Regions from separate parts of the Astyanax mexicanus genome. Here region 1 is linked to region 2. Evidence: chromatin contacts called from public Hi-C data. All regions are on one chromosome and are shown on one strand. The core of a region is the stretch at or near the end of the contact, and the rest is flanking DNA. Distances in the headings are between cores, read along the strand shown. Region 1 holds the start of stoml3a (stomatin (EPB72)-like 3a). Region 2 overlaps foxo1a (forkhead box O1 a).

Evidence for each region. Hi-C and Micro-C count contacts between places; a contact is called where the count stands out from the background.
Region 1: a contact with region 2 is called in a Hi-C map of blood, with 2.6 times the contacts expected there. The contact joins the promoter of stoml3a here to the enhancer-like site in region 2. A contact is called at or near these places in 2 of 3 Hi-C or Micro-C datasets (blood and muscle).

Annotation. Positions count from the first base shown.
Region 1 is chr18:22,643,833-22,649,206 of AstMex3_surface, reverse strand. stoml3a (stomatin (EPB72)-like 3a) reads right to left here and starts at 1,908. Exons shown (of 7, transcript XM_007236707.4): 1 at 1,758-1,908. The coding sequence starts at 1,896.
Region 2 is chr18:22,575,732-22,581,730 of AstMex3_surface, reverse strand. foxo1a (forkhead box O1 a) reads left to right here. Exons shown (of 5, transcript XM_007236710.4): 3 at 156-347; 4 at 939-2,182; 5 at 3,279-5,999. The coding sequence ends at 3,282. Among protein-coding and RNA genes, the nearest start is that of foxo1a, 52 kb to the left of the region's middle. Within about 2 kb of position 3,415, the one cell type or tissue checked has an H3K27ac peak away from gene starts, as active enhancers do.

The DNA.
Region 1 (5,374 bases), core at 659-3,158, 69 kb before region 2:
TTCCATTTTACTTCACTACATACTGTATTTTCCAGTTTTAATACTATTACTCTGATAATTTTTTTGCGTGTATCTGTCATGGATATTGGCTTGGTTTTCCAAAATAAAGGGCCATATTAAAGCTAATGTATAAGAATAAGGTTAAAAAAGATGTAAAATAATGTTATTTCATTGCTCAGTGTGAGCAGATGCACTAAAAAAGTCATATTAAGTTTTAAGTAGCTTTTTAATTTTAGCTATTTAAATGAGACCAGATAACAAAGCTTCAGGAGGTATTTTTATAGAAATATGTAAAAAATGTCTTATCTCCTTATCTACTATAAAAGATGATGAAAAAAGTAGCACACCTGTCCCCTGTACATAATATTTTGTGTGTCTGATTTGAATCTAAATGATCATATTTCTTCTGATATGACACCCCCCTCTGGCACATCTCAAATTCATTTACAGTTCATGTTTTTTGCCTGCTAAAACGTACATTTAAAACATGAGTTGAGGTACTTCAGAGTGAATGAATCTGTCAATTTAGTAAGAATACTGTTGTGTTAGCCAGGTTTCTTCAGCTGTAATTCAGCATTTCTTTGGTTTAATGATGTATGAATGAACAGTTAAAGACTGCATGCATTTGCATTTCTGATATCTCTATATTCACAGTAGCTCTTGTATTAGGACCATTATCAGCACCATGTTTGCTCAGGTAACCAGCAAAAGCTGTTATAGCCAAAAAAGGTCCAGGGACCTACAATACACACTATATATAGGCATATATTAAGTAAAATAAACATTGTTGTTTATTGCTATAAACTACGATTAACGTTTCTCCTAAATTCCAAATATAAATATTGTGGAGTGGAAGAGGAAGGAAAACCCGTGAGACACATGCTGAATGCTCAACAGCTCCTTTATTGAACAGGCTTGCCACTCACTTATAGTCTTTAACAAGACTAAGAGAGCTGAAACCATCCCCACAGAGCTAAAATAGCCCAAAGGCCACCAACCCAGCTGTGTGTCTCCCAGATGGCAGATCCAGAGTGGTGCCCACCCTCTCTGCATAACCCCTCCCAAGGGAGATGCCCCACCCCTGTCATCCTCGCACACAGGAGAACAGAAACATACCTGCAGGCAGCCACACACACAACCCAGAGCCGCCACAATATTGTCATTTAGAGCATTTTTTTGCAGAAAATTAGAAATGTCTAAAATAACAAGTTTCATGAGTTCAAAAATACATTTTTGGTGGAATAACCCTGGTTTTTAAACACAGTTTGTAATGCATCATGGCATGATCTCCACCAGTCTTACACACTGCTTTTGGATAACTTTATGCCACTCCTGGTGCAACCATTCAAGCAGTTCAGCTTGGTTTGAAGGCTTGTGATCTTCCATCATTCTCTTGATTATATTCCAGAGGTTTTTAATTTGGTAAAAATCAAAGAAACTCACCAATTTAAAGTTGTCTCTTATTTTTTCCAGAGCTGTATATGTGGCTTTGCAGGAATGGTGGAAAAGAAGCACATTAATGCCATTTTATTGTAATATTTTGTCCTCTTCTTACTGAGGAACACTATTTTTTCAATTTATCAGCAAAACTTTAATGCTGCTGCTTTAAATGTTCATAACACATAACTGTACAACTATACACCACTTTAAACCTGAGCAGGAAGTGCTGTGGCATTTTTCATTCATGAGTAAATATAGAATTTCACTAGCGATAACAGTGAATAAGTGAATTCAAGTCTTGCTTGTTTTACACATACCATGTAAGATTGGTTGGATGCTCCCAGATGGTGATTGTCTGTTCATTGTCTGTCTGTCGATCTTGCTGTTGCTCATCATATCCACTGTTGTCATCTCTATAGGTCTGTGGAGCAGTTGCCTTGGGGTGTGAGAGATCATGTAACAGGAGAGCTTTAAATATGCCTGCTGTCTCAGGGGGGGCGTGGCCTCTCCTCTACAGGCTACAGGTGTGAAGGTAAGCATAAAGAGATACTATCAGCTGGCTTTGAGCTGTAAACAACTAAATAATACATACAGTTGGCCTTAGCTGGCGTTTCATGGATAAGTATTTTTCGCAAAAAATTGCACTTAAAATCCTTACATTTTCCCAAAAATTGCCAGTGTGGTTTAGCTAATATTACCCTGCTTACTTGAACACTCAGGGTTTCTCAGCGTAGCACTGTCGAACGCCATTTACTAGCGCTATTTGTGGCTAGCACTTAGCCGCTAATGCTAATGCTGCTGCACCCTTAGTGTAAATCTGGAAATCTAAGCTTAACGTAAATAAACTGAAGCACTTTATTCACCCAAATAAACAGTTTTCAGGAGAGAAATCTGTGTAGATTAACATCTGGTGCTTAAAGTTTTTTTTTTTTTTCAAGAATTACTGTTTTGTTTACTAACCTCAGTTACCCCCCACCACCACTTAGCAGCGAGACTCTGAATTAAAAGGAAAACATGGCAACACCCCTGTCTAGTGTCACATAATATGCCTTATAATCCAGTGAGCCTTATGTATGAAAATCATTGATAGTCTGTTTTATAATCCAGTACGCTTTTTTACATTTAAAAATACTATGTCCCATATGTCCATGTGATTTCTGCCAGGGTAGCTTAACTATACACATGGATTTTTAATCAGACACTGCCTGTCATGATCCTTTTCACTCACTGCAATGTGCAAAAGTTTGGACACACCTTCACATACTTAAAAGTTCTTGAAAAATAAGCTAAGTGGGACAGCATTTACTAGCACTAATTATGGCTAGCGCTAGCCGCTAATGCTGCTACTACCAGCTACAGTGGAAATCTGGAAATCTAAGCTTACTGTAAATAAACGAAAGCGCTTTACTCACCCAAATAAACCGTTTTCAGGAGAGAAATCTGTGTAGATTATTGTTAATTATACTGTCTTTATAGCCAGTCATCCACTTGAAGGAACACATAATGAATTATGTAGTAAACTTAAAAGTCTTAAACAAATCAAAATACTTTGTCAAAATAAGTGGCTCTTATCTGGGGTGCTGTTAACTTGCGTTTTCTGACAGCCAGTTTCAACATTAAGTTTTTAATGGTCTTTGCAATTGCACTTAAGGATACTTTCAAAGTTCTTGAAATTAAAAGTATTTTTTTATCTTTCCTTAGTTGAGTAGTTCTTGCCATAATATCATTAGAACATTACTCAAACAGGACTGTTCACTGTATACCAAGTTACTCTACTTATAGTATAGACTGCATGAGTTTAGTTGTAATCTATACAATGCATATATAATAATTTCAAATAGTGAAAAAACACTAAATTGAAAGTGTCCAAACTGGGACTGGGACTGTATATATGGTAAAATATTATGTCATGATGTTCAAAGACAAAATGCGTCACCAGTGGCAGACTCTTAAAAATGGTAAAATGTTCATTTATTTCTGCGCATAATCCAGTTAATCAGGACTCATTACAATCTTTGATAATAAAATATTTCCGTACTGTCCATCTGTACTTTATTATCATCTCACTTCTATTTCATTGTGTTCTATTTATTTGATACTGTCAAATTACACATTTCTCAGTTGTTTATCCATACACTCCTTAACTATTTTAGAATGCTGTTTTGGGTCCTGTACTGGTTTTTCCAGAGTTGCAGCCATGCGAGTGTGAGCTGGTTCACACTTTCCACTGTTGCCCCATCAACACTGACTACAGTGTGACTCCCCTGGTGCTACCTGAAGCTAAATTGCGTGTTGTTGATTTTAAAGGCCAGTTAGCTGGTGTGGTGCCACTTTGGCAAACACAAATATTACTGCACATATTTTACATGTCAGTATTCATATATAGTACCATTGGTTAGTATGATTTTGCCTATTGTCTAATAAAAGATTGGCTCATTTATGATCACGTGATACACCAGAAATAATAACTTGTATAGCTGGATTATGGTTACAATTTTTTTTTTTATCAAACAGCAAAATATTTACTCCTGTATGCTATCCTATATGCACACACACCGAGATAAGGCAGATACTAAACTTTCTCTCTGTATTTATATATATATATATATATATATATATATATATATATATATATAATTCTTTTTCATAGCTGTTTTGCTTTCTCTTTATTGTTGTTCTTTAATTTATGTCTCTTTTTGCTGTTTTATGTGATGAAAGAATGAGGTCAGCAGGCTTCCTGAATATACTGAGCACAGACCAGGTTATTCCATCAATGGATTTTTTCTTCCCTGATGGCACAGTCATATTCCAAGATGACAAAGCCAGGATTCATGGGGCTGGAGTTGTGAAAGAGTGATTCAGGGAGCATAAGATCATCATTTTCACACATGGATTGTTCACCACAGAGTCCAGCCCCTAACCTCATTGAGCCATTATTAACCTCAACCTTCTACCATCATCAATGCAAGATCTTGGGGAAAAATTAATTATTTTAAATTACATTAAATTAATTAAAGTTAAAGGTGGTCAGACGAAAATTAGAGTGTAATTCTTTGGTTTTATATATATATATATATTATTTTGGTGGTGAATTTTTTTTTGGCCAGCCAGTGTATTATATATATTGTCTTCTCATTATATGCACAGTGACCACATATACTAGAACTCTGCATTAACACTAATAAAGCCTAATTGGTCCTCCGAAGACCTGTTTTTGGTGATCGGGTCAAGTACAGATTTCACAAATAAAGTCGTATCTCATCTGTTCATGCTGGGGATGCATTTTAGTTGGCAACAAAATGTAAACAAAATCTAGTCAAAGTATATTCATATGCTATCCGGATACAAAAACGCATTTTAATGCTGGGTGTAAACAGGCCCTTAGTTTGGTATGATCCTGATTTTTGAAGGTAGTGCTATCACCATGACTAGATCCAAAAAACCCTGATGCCTTCACAAAGAAGATTTAAGATAAATACATTCACTACATTTCACAATTACATTTCACATGACTGCACACATGAAAACTAACACAAATTCAGTGGAAGTTGGTTGATCAAAAATAATACACTTCCAATATATTATTTTTATACAAATGAGAAATAATTAATCTGAAATGATAAACAATGTTTTTATTATCACCAGTCATAACAGCAGTTTCTCAATTGTTAAAACAAACAAAACATAAAATAGTGAAAAAATGCATATTATCACAATAACTGACGTTCAAATAATAATTGTCACTACATATTTGTGGTTCAGAGTGTTTTACATGTTCTATCAGAGTGCACTAAAGCTCTGTGTGTCCCTCAGGAGCTGCTCAGTGGGCTGCATATCTGATGTCCGCCGCCTCCACTGCTGCTAGTTTGGCCGCCTCCGTGCTGCTCACCATAGAGACAGACCCTGCTGGAGCTTGAAACATTATGGAAATATA
Region 2 (5,999 bases), core at 2,166-4,665:
AGGAAAGGTCAAGAAAAGAGAAAGAGCTGAATAGAAAACAGCTGCGATGAGGATTTGCACTGTGGTGAATTACCGTCAGAGCACAATTTACTGGAAAAAGGGCAAACGCTGGTCATAACACTCTCCCTCCCTCTGTCTCTCTCTGTCTCTCTCAGAACTCAATCCGGCACAACCTCTCTCTGCACAGCCGCTTTGTGCGGGTGCAGAACGAGGGGACAGGGAAAAGCTCATGGTGGATGCTCAACCCTGAGGGCGGCAAGAGTGGAAAGTCGCCCCGCCGTCGAGCTGCCTCCATGGACAACACCGGCAAGTTCGCCAAGAGCAGAGGGCGTGCAGCCAAGAAAAAGGTACACTGCCAAAGTCTGTCCTCATCCGCCTCCTTGCATCCTGGCCAGCTATTATTCATACAGTAATCCTGTGAGGTCAACACATTGGAGACATATTTAGTAATTCTGGAACTGAGAAAGCCTTTAGATGTTGTCAACTTTAAATGTTTACAGCAACAAAGCACAGATTCATAAGGATTTATAAGCATTCGTAAAAAGCTCAATATATCTTTGTAATATATCTGAAGTAAAAAAACACATTCATAAGCTAACATTTGTCAACTCATAAAGCTCTTCGGTGAAACATCTCAGATCTCCACCTTTTATAATGAATGTGCAGTTTTATAGACCCTAAAATTAAACCATGTGGGCTTAGCTGTTGCCACATAAATTACCATAGTTTCTGGAACAATAACAAGATTAATAGCAAAATAAAAAAGCCTAAGGTTGAAACATTAATGTTAGTCCAATCATTATGAAATACTCCTTTAAAAGTAAACGAATTTAAAAGAATAACAAAAAAAAAAGTATTTCAAGTGTTGCTTAGCAGTAGATACACTTGATAATGGCAGGTGTTCTGTATGTAGCTAACTCCTCTTCTGTACACTGCAGCTGGCACTTCAAGGTGGTCCTGAAGGTGGTGCAGACAGCCCAGGCTCCCAGTACAGCAAGTGGCCTGGCAGCCCCAACTCCCACAGCAACGATGACTTTGACGCCTGGACGGCTTTCCGCCCTCGCACCAGCTCCAACGCCAGCACGATCAGCGGCCGCCTCTCGCCTTTCATGCCAGAGCAGGACGACCTGGGCGACTCAGACATGCACATGGTCTACCCGGGACCTGGATCCGGCACCAAGATGACCTCCACCCTCCCGAGCCTTTCGGAGATGGCTGGCTCCTTGGGCCACAGCAGCTCGGAGAACGTGATGGAGAATCTCTTGGACAATCTCAACTTGCTCTCACCCAAGAATCCGGGCGTGGGGTCTGCAGGAGGTCCAGGAACAGGCTCTAACCAGTCCTCGCCCTCATCCCTCCTGCAGAGCAGCCCTGGATACCCCCCGTACAGCTCCCCCGGCCTGGCCACCGTCAACCAGCAACCGCAGCAAGACTACCGCAAGTGCCTGTACGGTCAGGCCAGCATGGGCAGTCTGTCACCCATGTCCATGCAGCCTCTGCCAGAGACTAAACCTAGTTTTGGAGGAGGCCCTGGAAGCATGACCCAGTACAACTGCCCAGCAGGGCTCCTGAAGGAGCTTCTCACCTCAGATGCTGAGCCACATGGTGCAGACCTGATGCCCTCTGTCGATACGGTGGTGGTGTCCCAGTCTGCCAACTCTGCAGCACGCATGCTGCCTCCCTACACCAGCAGCCGAGGTGAACTCATGGGAGGCGGAGCCTCTCACAGCCACACCCTTTCTCACCCCCACACCATGCACACTCAGGCTCCGCCCACCTCGGCAGCCATGAACGGACGCACGCTGCACCCTCTGACCAGCATGAGCCACCAGGCTGTGAGCGCACGCCTCGGCTCGGTAAAATCAGCCATGCAGATGCAGTATGGAACCTCCAGTCACATGGGCGGAGGAGGAGGAGGAGGACTTTCCTTCTGCAGCCTCAACGGCAACGGATACAGCCGCGGCCCAGGCCTGCCCCCTGAGCAGCACCAGCATCACCTGGAGAAGCTGCCCAGCGATCTGGATGGCATGCCTGTGGAACGTTTCGAGTGTGACATGGAGTCCATTCTGCATGATACTCTCATGGACGGAGACTCACTGGACTTCAACTTTGACCCCATGATGAGCCAGCAGGGGTTCCCCCCACACGGTGTCAAGACCACCACTCACAGCTGGGTGTCAGGGTAAGTTAAAACTGCTGTGATTTGGGCAAATTTAAAATATACACAAATTTACACACCTTCTTTAGATTGGCACTCATATAGCTCTCTTCGGATGGGATTCATTTTACTTGAAGTGGTGGGATTCTCACAGGATAAAAAAAATCTCACCATGAATGACAGAGATAGGGGGGGGCTACTTGATTTACGCACTTCCATCAACCTTGGTCCTGGAGGCACCATGTCCAGCACATTTTATTGATTTCCATGTTTTTCTCACAGTATATGATGGAGTAATCACATCTATGTGAATTTGTATAGAATTTAAATAACGAGGCATTTTGTACGGCTAAAAATGTAAAAGGTACCAGAAGCATGCATTATCCTGCCTCCCAATGCAAATAGGGCTTGTAACATGTGTAATAAAAGATAATTATAAGTTTACTAGGTTTTTATCCACTTTTTGTCCACTTTTTTGTCCTTTTTAGCCATGATAAGAGATCAGACTAGCAATTTAGACCATAGCCTAGCCAATATATAAATCCAGACACATCATAACAGATATACATATAAACAAAACAGAATTTGAAAACATCATTTTACTGTTTTATAATGTTCTTGCCACTAACTTAGTAATGTGCTATGTTTTTTAAAAAGAAGAACCATATCTAGATATTATTAACATTTACGTTGATTGTTTTATACAGTTTTGCTAAGTTTTTCCTGTCTAAAAACGGAAAGAAAAAATGTATACAGTAAAATCATTAATACACATGTTACACATAATAAAACATGTGTCTTCAAATCTGATCCCTTAATCTAGTTTTCAGTCCTTGACTTTCAGTCCTGTAATCCTTGGTAGGTGTAACACTGAGTGGCCATTCGGTTACATTTACTGTTTCTTCAACTTTCAGTAAGAACAAATATAGGACCATAAACTGGATTTAAGATCCAGATTTGAAGAAGTGGCTAATGAAGGAAGCATAATTAAAGCTCAGCCATTACAAAAACAGTTTGATCCAGTTTTTAAAACTGTCTGGTACTTTACTCATGCTTGTCTCATTATTTTCCAAAACCTGCTAACTTTGCGATTCATTAAGGTCCTTCTCTTTTTTCACAGGTAGAGCTTTTCAGCCTCTCGCACTGAAGAGCAACAGCCCAAAGAGGCCACCCTCGCCCATTCAAGCAATGTTCTCTTCTCCTGCTTCTCATCAAGAACGTTCCCCTGTTGTCCCTCTGCTCAGCTATGGCTGTGATATGACCGCACACTGCCAAGGACGTTAGCCTGCAGCTCTTTTGCTGTAACGCACCTTCGAACCAAGTGCCAAACCAGGTGCCTGTACTACTCCTTAGCCAAATCACGCGTGCTTTACATTGCTGCCTTCTTCTCGCTATGGAGAACCAGTGGTCAAATCAGGGCAAAAATCAGGGCATGGTCTAGCGCCATGGCCCAAATATCAGCCACAACACATACATACACATGTATATAGACACACACCCATGCACATACATGCTTATACATATGCAAATATGCATCACGTGCATCAATTATCATTATGATTATTAGTACAATCAGATTCTAAACCTTCTATTGAACTCAAAAGCTTTGATTGAGTTTCCTAGCTTTATAATCAGACCCAGGTCTTTTATCCTCAACAGCCCTTTAAGTTGACCATTGTGTGATAACATCTCCTCTTTTCTCTACTTATTATACGCTAATAGAGCTTAAACGTCGTCTGCCCGTGGCTTTCCATCGGGCCTTCTTATGTCTGTATGCAGCTCTTTATTATATGCCCTGGTTTCACAGTTGGCCTTACTGGGAATGAGAACTGGATCTGGAACTGAGGATGAGTGTGTATATAGTCGTATCTGGACATGGTCCTCCATCCACGGCAGGACCTGGAAGAAGTTTAGGGAAAACTATCGGCCTACCCGGACTATGTTACTTTAAATAAAATAAAACCAACTCTTTCTGTTCTCTCCTCGCCGTTTTCAGAATCAGAGCAGATGTACTACATTTTTAACAGAGTATATTGCGATCATTGTCATTGTACAGAGCGTTTACACAAAGAATTCAGCAATCAGGGCAGCAGATTTAACGTGTTTTTTAGAACTGAAAGAAACTGGATCTGACACTTGACATTTCTGGGCTCATCCTTACTTTTAAGGGTGCTTCTCATTCAGACTGTGTACACGGTTCCACACTTTTGGCTTTGTAAATACATGGTAAATATATATATGTGAGAAAGCATAAAGTTGATATAATATTTGAGATTTCTTTTTTGTTTCGAGATTTTGTTATATGTATTGGTATTGTTAATGTGTATGGTTGGCTTTAGCTGAGATTAGGTTAAGCTGTGTATAATGCATGCACGTTTCAGCAGTGTTTTGGGTTCCTTAAAGGAGAAGTCCACCCAATTTTCTTTTCTTTTTTTCTTTTTTTTAGTTTTTCAAAATTTCTTAGTGTTCTTACCCTGAAAGCTCACTTCTTAGATGAAATCTGTACAGTTTAGGCCTCTCAGTTGTCCTTAAGGATTATTAAGGATTGTTATCTTACATCATTAAGGATTGTTATCTTAAGAGGCCACATTTTTAGTGACTTTATGATTTTTCAGAGCTCACATATGACAAAAGACTCTCACGGTAAGAAAAAGCATAGAAGTTTTGACTAACTAATGGACATGTCCTTTAATATTTCTCACAGAGGTCCTCAATTCAAGAGTCTTGCAATTGTGGCTTATTTTGTAGTTTAGAAACTACATGTACAGTGCGGGGCTCCCTCTGTTTTTTCAGAAAAGCTACAGTCCTCTGCCTTTAAGAAAGTGTAGGGAGTTTTATTTACTTTTCTTTATTTATTAGAGTGAAGGAGCAGAGATGTGATTGAATCACGTCGAAGATTATCACAAATGTCTTGTATTTGTGTTCTTTTCTCTCTTTCTGGAATAATGCAGGCACTGTGATGTACATGTCGAAATGTTTGTGATGTTCTGAGTTCTGTGTTGCCTTTAAATTGAATGAAATCAGAAAAAAAAGAGATGCCTTACTGAAGATCTGACAGAATAGCCCCACTCACTGCCTTCTGTCTATCTATCTATATTCTATCATTTTTCTGTTCCATTTTCTAATCACTGATGCTTGAGCAGAAGTCCTCTCTGTTCCAGTGAGGACGATTTTAAATATTAAACATTACTGACACTCTCACAATCCTCGTACCACCGTTATGAAACATGTGAGCTTTTCATTTGTTTTATTTCATATGACACCTCTAGCATTTATGCACATTTCTTTAGCCTGAGGGCAGTTCTTAAAATTCTTTTTAAACTGTTGGATCAAACCTCAGAAGACCCCAGTTGAGAGAAGAGTAAAAACATCTTGGGGAATGGAGACTAGACTTCAAAGCTGATAGCTGTCTTTTATGATAATGCATTTATGTATTCCAATTCTGCTACAACTGCTAACATGTCATGTTCTAATTTATCTTGGAATTTGATACAAACACAGTTTGGTTTGTTTAAAACAGATGGCACACATTTTGGGGCCAAATAAATTTGGAATGCATGTTCTTAACTGTGAGTTAAGCTGCTTAATACAAAGAAAACAACTCTCTCTAAACCTCACTGACACTGAATTATAAGCACAGGCAAGCAGAAAATATAACTCAGCTACAGAACCAGAACCATCAGAATCTTCATTTTGTCTGGATGTTAGAGGGCAGACATTCAAATTTGGAGGCAGAAGCAATTAAAAGGACAACAAAGTCAGACTCAGCAGAAGAACCAGTCAAACTCTCACTTTTGAAGAATCAGGTGACTTTTCCCAAATAGTGAACCAGTGTGAATTC